Regions from separate parts of the Gossypium hirsutum genome. Here all the other regions are linked to region 1. A link is a contact called in public Hi-C data. All regions are on one chromosome and are shown on one strand. The core of a region is the stretch at or near the end of the contact, and the rest is flanking DNA. Distances in the headings are between cores, read along the strand shown.

Region 1 (2,571 bases), core at 52-2,551:
TCTGGGTATAAGTTGTTGGTGAATAGGAGGGAGGTGGTAGATGGTGGCTTAGGGTGGTAATTATGGTGAGTGTTGGTTTATGGTCATTGGTTTCAGTGAATGGAGGATGGTAGTGCTGAGGTAGGCGGAAGATGGATACTGTTGGGTGGTGTTAAGATCTGAGAAGGGCATGAGCAAAGGCCTTGGGTACTGAGGTTGAAGGGTGATGATGGATACTGTGAAGGGTGATGGTGGTTCGGGTATGGTGAGTTGGCAATGGTGGAACAAAAATCTATTCTATGGGTGTTTTTCAAGGGGAGTTCGCATGGGGGTTGCCCGGGTTCTCCCCTCTGTTGTGATCTCGTGCCTCTTTACATTTTTACCCTTTTTGCTTTCCATTATTTACTTCATATACGCTGCTACATGCTTGATGGATGCATGATCCCACATCATCATCACGAACTCGGGATTAGCCCTCCAAACAATTAATCTTTTAACCATTTGCAAATCTCAAAGCCAAGGATGCTCCTCCCACCTTTGACTTCTAGCAGGATAATGCATGTGTTTAGAGACGGGAATTGTTGTGCGGATGTGCTCGCTCGCTTGGGAAGAGATCACCTTAAGTGTTTCGCCATCTTTTGGTTTTTTTTGATGACGAGTTCTTTTGTATCTGCAATTCTCCTACAGATTTAGCTCTTCTTATTGCTAAGGATGCTAGGGGAATGTTTTTGCATGCACTGTTTGACTTCTCTGTTTAATGCATAAATGTTCCTTTCTCCAAGAAAAAAAAGAAACTCCAAAATTTACCGACCAACCCTAAGATCTCCTTTATTTATACGGAAAAAGATATATCTTTTATAAGATGGTGGATTCGGTTCAAATCGAATTAGTATTAATCAAATTACTTGAATTGTATAATTCTTTAATTGTTAATTTAATTAAATTTTTTAAAAAAAATAAATTGAATCGAAATATTTCGATTAATTTAGTTAGTTAATTAAAATTTATATGTTTTTTAGCTAAAACAAATATAAAATATATAAAAAATATATTGAAATCAACTTAAATATATTTTTATGTCTTGAAACTACATAAATCTTAAAATTAACACATAATATTAATTATTAAGTTCTGTTAATTTGATTAATTCAATTAATTACTTTATTTTAAACCAAATTAACTAATAACAGAAATTTCAAAAAATTATTAATCAACCTTTAATCGAATTAAGTTTGACCACCGACTAATTAATTAAATTAAATCGAACTGATCTATTAATTCGATTTTAAAGGAAGTTTTAATTCCTTGCCAAATACAAATAAATTTCGTCACCCATCCCGGTCGAGCTACTCACCTGATCACATAGGTTTTATCCGAATTTGGACCAGATGAATTTTAATTTGAATTGATTTTATTTAAGGTAAAATTGTTTTTATTTTAATTTCTTATTTTTAATATAGATATATTTAAAATATTTTTTAATTTTGAAAATGAAAAAAATTTGACTTATGAACACCCGTATCCCTCACCGAGAAAGCACCTTAAAAGGGTGAATCCCAAAAGCCTTATGATACATTTTTTCATCTATAGATTCAGAGAAGAGTCAAGTATCTGAAGAGGGAGCTTTGATCAACGAAATTCCATCGATGGCGGGGGTTTCTTTGAAGTGTGGGGACTGTGGGGCTCTGTTGAAATCGGTGGAGGAAGCCCAAGAACATGCGGAACTCACCTCCCATTCCAACTTCTCCGAGTCCACTGAAGCTGTTCTCAATCTTGTTTGCTCTTCTTGTGGCAAACCGTGCCGATCCAAAATCGTATGACATCCACTTTTACTTTAATTTCGTTAGGGTTTTATTTCAACGTCTTTTATTGTTCTAGTCTTTTCTTGATTTAATCGCGTTTTAAAACTTTGATCTTGTATTGGGCTTAATTTGCATTTTCTCATGAATTGAGTTGGAATTGAAAGTTTAGGGTTTAAATTGAATTGGATCTAACTTGAAAGTCGTGCTTTTGTTACTGTCTTAATTTAATTTAAGTGTTTGCTTAACCGGTACTTATACTCTTCGGTTAAGAATTATTTAGTTACCTTTTGAAGAATTTGTTACTTTTAGTATACTTCTCTTTCAATATATACTTTCGCCAATGCCATTAGGCACTGGTTAGCATTTAATTTGAATTTTGAAGTTTTTCTTTTGTGTTGAATTGGTTTTTGTTTGAGAACTTTTCTTTTGCATTGATTTGGGTCTTTTGAGGACTTGGTAAATTACCTAGGGGAAAGTTGGAAGGTTTGCTATTACAATATGGATGTTTAGATTAAAGGCTTTGGTACATTTTTGTGGCTATGGTTGTTGGTAAGTTTCCATCATTTTGTAGTATTTGTGCATACATTTGTTTCTAATCTCAAAAGGTTGCTTTTGCTTACATGAACTGGATTTTTGCGGGATTTGAAGTTAAAACTACATTTTGATTTTTAAGGAAAATTTTATGCTATTAAAACAAAATCTCAAATGGTTTACAACTCTGTGATACTTTTTTTTTTTTTTTGTAAAATATGTTTTCCATTTTGTGATTTGTGGGGCTTTACTCCTGTTT
Region 2 (2,571 bases), core at 36-2,535, 800 kb before region 1:
TCTTAATTTTCCTGTAAAATTTCAAAAAATTAATGCAGCATGGTGATTTTTTTTGACAGGAACCGACTTAAAAAAAATTGAAGTACCAAAAATGAGTAATGTTTGAATTAAGCCTAACAAGCAAATGGATATGTAGTAGTATTTTTTAGTCTGAGACCGCACATCCAATTTCTATCATCTTTTCATATCTTCAAGCATTATTGCACAAAAGCTCATCGGTAGGAGATTGGGAGCCATTAATATAATAATCCTCCATTGTATGGCTATTAGATTCTATCATGTCAAGCAATTAGCAATCGTCCAACCCAAGTGATCTTACCACTACCCTTTGCTTCTTTTAACCACTGTTTGCAATTTGTTAACTGGGGATTCCATTCATTTGTGTAAACATTGGATTTTGGGTTTGGGGAAACAGTATTCATGATAATCACACGGCCACAAAAGACATTTGCATAAAGCTGCCGTATGTGTATATATATATCCATGTTATCGTCATCCACTTACTAAATTCCTGAGTGTACACGGACTAAAGAATATATTCCTTATCTTATAATTATATATAAATCAGCAAATTTTATTATAACAGTACTGGAAGGAGAAACATATGGAAGATCATCAAAATATCAAGTGAAAAATGAAACAAGATTAAAGATACGCCTCCTTTGAAGTTTTATATTGTTGTTCTGATTCTGTAGTGGTGGAATCCGATTCTATAGTGCCTGCTTCTCGGTACACCAATACTCGATATCAAACTTGGCGCCCCTGGGAGATTCTTAAACCACTTAACCACTTGTGGTTGAATATGAAGACGGTGGTTTTTGTCAACGTTTGGCGCCACACCTCCTAAGGGGGCATCTATCGATCAGCTGCTCACTGTGTGTTGCTACTTGCTGGTTTTGTTCTACTCCTCAAGGCGTGTACTGCTTTGATGTTTCTATTTGCTAATTGAATTCATATTTTGTTGGAAGAAAAGACAAAAATAAATACTATCATTAGGCATCCGCAACGAAGGTTTTGGCTTTCGATGGTCAAAGAAAGAGAAAGGTACTTTTTTTTGTTCTTTTGGGTTCCTTTAATAATGGGTGGAGAGGATTTGATATGTTTCTCTCCTAATCTTCCTCCTCTCAAGCTTTTTTACTATAAGTTAGCAAATCTTTAATAAAAAGACACTTTGTTATTACAAAAAGAAACTGTTCGTTAATATGATAATTTTCAAATAAAATAATAAAATGAAAGAATTCTTAGTATAAAACAAGAGGTTCCAAGGATGATGAGTCAAAAATTAACTTATGTGAGGTGTGAAGACCATTCTCTCCTCCAAGTTGAACTGAAACCATCAAATGCTCTTCCCTTCCCCTCTCTTTAAATACCCCCACCACTCTCACCATGCTTTTCTACCTCACACTCGAGATCAAATACCAACATAATTACTCAAGTTGAGAATAGGAGAGAGAGAGAACAATGGTGGGTTCCCCCCCCCCCGCCCTTTTAATTTTTTATTTTGCTGCTCTTTTTATGTTGTCATCTCACTCATTATTCGTCCTCTCGTTGCTTCATTCAAAGTACAAACAGCAGACAACAAACTCGCCTTTTATTGTACAGGAAGGAGGATACCATTACTATTACTAACTCGTTGCTTCATTATTCGTCCTCTCGTTGCTTTCCTAGATACTATTACTAACTCGCCTTTTATTGTACAGGAAGGATACCAGGATAATAGATGGGAAGGGTATGTGGATTGGAGGGGCAAACCTGCTTTAAGGGGCCAACATGGTGGCATGGTGGCTGCCTCCTTTGTCTTGGGTTAGTTACCTGATCTATTCCTTTTTGTTCCTTTTGACACAAATAAAGGGTGAGCTTCCGCTGGAGGCTTATTTTATAGGTTGGTTCCATCCCTTAGTTTAATGATAAATTTTGGGTGTACGTAGTTGTGGAAGTGGTGGAGAACCTGGCCTACTTGGCAAATAGTAGCAACCTGGTGCTGTATCTGTCAAAGCACATGCACTTATCTCCATCAAAATCGGCAAACGATGTCACCAATTTCATGGGGACAGCCTTCCTTCTGGCTCTGCTTGGGGGCTTCTTATCCGACACTTTCTTCACTACTTATCACATCTACCTCATAAGCGCACTCATCCAATTCCTGGTACTCCATTTTCACGCACTCTTATCTTTAGAACTCTCTATGTTTTGTTTCATTATTGCACTTCATCCGCATTGTGGTTCTCATAAATAAAAGACACGGGCAAAAATCTGATAGTATTCCCTCTCTGCGACTTCGGTATAAACAAAAAACCCAGTCTGCCTAGGTACAACAACTAACGAGGCCTTACTAAAAAATGTCAGTACATTTGTCCACTTTCTTTCGGATCCCAAAAGTAAGCTAATTCTGAGATAATAAAATAGGGTCTGTTTCAATTCAACCTTCCATCACATATTCGAACTTCCAACAACAATCGGTTATGTTAGCTATGCTTTCAAATGCCTCGTATTCCATTAAAGAAATTCCTTTTTTTCTTATCCATAAATTGGGAAGTGGGGCGGGTGGGTCCTGGAGTAGGCCAATGTTAG
Region 3 (2,571 bases), core at 24-2,523, 660 kb before region 1:
AACAAAATCCATTGCCGGAGTATAGTAAGTATCCAAAACTCTAGCACTAAAAGGAAGGACAAGTATTGACTTGGTTTATGGTATAGGTTGAAATTGTGAAGGCAGAGAGGGATGTATATGCGGCCACCATAGACGACAGAGTTGCAATGAAGATTGGACCAGGTTATTATGAGCCTCCAAGTGGACCCCAAAGATGGTCCTTAGCTCTTGAGGGATACGATTACAAGGTCTGGGAAGCATCTTCTTAATGCAAACTTGGGCTGGGAACTATTTTTACTTTGCGTAGTGTATATAGTCAATCCTCTAGGAATGTCCAGCATGTACCTCTCATTCCATCATTTGTACCATTTTTTACCCGATATACATATAGGGTGTTTGACCAAAGTCAGGGCTTACAGCAGGTGATTGTTTATTGGAGCCACTTAGCTACAGTCCAAGGAGTTTTAACTTAGTACTTGTTCATTATATCTTATTTTACAATTCCTTACGATAATAACATTGGAAGAACAATTTCTTGCCTTCTGCCAAATCTGTAATATTTTTGCAAATTGGCTTTGTTGTTATTATTTTCTTATAAAATAAAATGAAATACTATTTATTCCTTTCCAAGTTCCAGCTGCCCTGGTTTTCTTTTTCCACTTTCAAGGTTTCATTGTTATCATAAAGTTTTTTGTCAAGGCAAATGTCATTGATATATGTGTATTATCTATTTATTTATTTTATGAATTTTAAAATTATTAAAAGCTAAAGGCGTAAATATTTTTTATATATTTGAAATTAATTAATCTATTCTATTTAAATATAGGATAAACTATTCGATGATCACCCTAAAAGAGGGTTGTTCCTGTTTTGATCATTTAAATTTTTTTATCAATTTAGTGTCGTCGTTAGAAAATTTGTTTGAAATGATCACCCCAATATACACAAATTATTAAAAAATTAATATTTTAGTCAGCAGTTTCATTTAAAAGAGAAGCATTTCGACTATTTTTGAAAAGTTAATAATTAAATTTAACTAAAAAAAGGATAGCAGTCAAATTCACAAAAATATGTAAACATGAATAACTAAATTTATCATTATGCCAAACTAGAAAAATGAAAAAATTCAAAAAATAAATATAAATAAATAAAATTTCATAAAACAATCAAAATTTCAAATAATCTAGAAAATAATTATTTGTTTGAGTTTTGTTAGAAACTTTGGAAGTTTAATTAACTAAGAATTCTTCTTTTCTTTCTTTATTTTTTTAAGAAAAGGCTAGATTTCATTTATTAAAACGGTTTAAAAAAATCACAATAATAACAACTAATAGAAGATAAAAAACATAACAATTTCCTAAGAAATAGAAGCATATCTTCGATAAAACCAAAGAGTACCCAACCGTTTTAATGAGCTCAACCACTCCCTAAGGGCATATAAAACAAAAGGATAACCAGGAGCCCATTAGGAAAACAAACCGTCTCTTTCAGGAAATGCAAAATCTAGAGACCTTCTCTATCTCTTGAGCAATCGCAACCATCAGCAGCTAAAAAATTACATCTATAATATAGGCACTAATGACAGATCCATCTTCGTTTTGTGCATGTAGTTTCTTTACAATAGCAAGAGAATCTCTTTCAATCACCACATCCCTAAAACCCAGATCAAGGCACATTTGAATTACCTGGAGGCATGCAAGCGCTTCTGTCGCCAAAGGAGTAGGTACGTGATTGTTGATAATCATTCTCAAACCCAAAACTGTCCTTTCTGAGTTTCTGCCCACTATCCCCATGCATGATTTCTTTGTATAGCTTTGCAAAGCAGCATCAAAGCTTATCTTGAGCGAGGGTGGTTTTGGTGGTTTCCATCGTTTCAACTCTTTTGATAGATAATCTCTCATTTATGATTTCTAGATCTCAAATGTATGAATCGATGAAATTAACTATTTCAAAAGTTGACAGTTGGATCCTCAATGGAAAAAATGTTGGTAATGGAATCCTCCCTCCACTGTCTCAATCTTGGCTCAGTCAGTTCAGAAACCTTGTCTATAATTTGATTTCTTACATAGCTATAGATCTTCTAATCGACAGAGCCAGGAACCCAAGCATTCTTCCAGATGGATATATTGGTACTCGATCCCACCCGCCAACACATGTCTGTTTAAAGAAGTCCTTTCGCAGCCCATATACTCTTCGAGGTATAACAAGGGTAATTTCCTAGACTCGATCTCAAAAAAGGGGAATCTGAATAATATTTAGCCTTTAACGTGCGCACCAATAAAGAATCTAGAGAACTAAACAATCGCCAACCCTGTTTTGCAAGAAGGGCTAAATTGAATTTTGATAAACTCTTAAGCCCCAAACCATCATCTTCCTTAATGTCACATAGCTTTCTCCATTCGCACCAATGAATCCCCTTCTTGCCCTTGTGTTTCTGCCACCAAAACCTGCTAATGATGCGCTCCATTTCAACATAAAGAGAGTTAGGCAATAAAAAGCATGATATCGAATAAGTAGGATGGCTTGCACAATGCTTTTAATGAAAACCTTTTTACCACCTTGAGAGAGGGGTTTAACACAACAATTATTAAT

What was found. A called contact is a pair of places that touch in the nucleus more often than the background predicts.
Region 2: a contact with region 1 is called in a Hi-C map of leaf, with 2.3 times the contacts expected there. The contact joins the promoter of LOC107894981 here to the promoter of LOC107910294 in region 1. A contact is called at or near these places in 4 of 34 Hi-C or Micro-C datasets (all in leaf).
Region 3: a contact with region 1 is called in a Hi-C map of hypocotyl, with 2.6 times the contacts expected there. The contact joins the promoter of LOC107910681 here to the promoter of LOC107910294 in region 1. A contact is called at or near these places in 7 of 34 Hi-C or Micro-C datasets (callus, hypocotyl, leaf and 1 more).

What each region holds. Positions count from the first base shown.
Region 1 is chrD02:37,746,948-37,749,518 of Gossypium_hirsutum_v2.1, reverse strand. LOC107910294 (UBX domain-containing protein 4) reads left to right here and starts at 1,301. Exons shown (of 13, transcript XM_041088565.1): 1 at 1,301-1,399; 2 at 1,570-1,793. The coding sequence starts at 1,626.
Region 2 is chrD02:38,543,996-38,546,566 of Gossypium_hirsutum_v2.1, reverse strand. LOC107894981 (protein NRT1/ PTR FAMILY 4.6) reads left to right here and starts at 1,285. Exons shown (of 5, transcript XM_016820139.2): 1 at 1,285-1,464; 2 at 1,701-1,803; 3 at 1,929-2,146. The coding sequence starts at 1,462. It overlaps LOC107894980 (a long non-coding RNA gene), which reads left to right. Exons shown (of 2, transcript XR_001683337.2): 2 at 1-56.
Region 3 is chrD02:38,403,061-38,405,631 of Gossypium_hirsutum_v2.1, reverse strand. LOC107910681 (serine carboxypeptidase-like 42) reads left to right here and starts at 1,273. Exons shown (of 10, transcript XM_016838635.2): 1 at 1,273-1,702; 2 at 1,894-1,967; 3 at 2,071-2,188. The coding sequence starts at 1,953. LOC107910680 (alpha-amylase 3, chloroplastic) reads left to right here. Exons shown (of 13, transcript XM_016838630.2): 12 at 1-24; 13 at 87-602. The coding sequence ends at 248.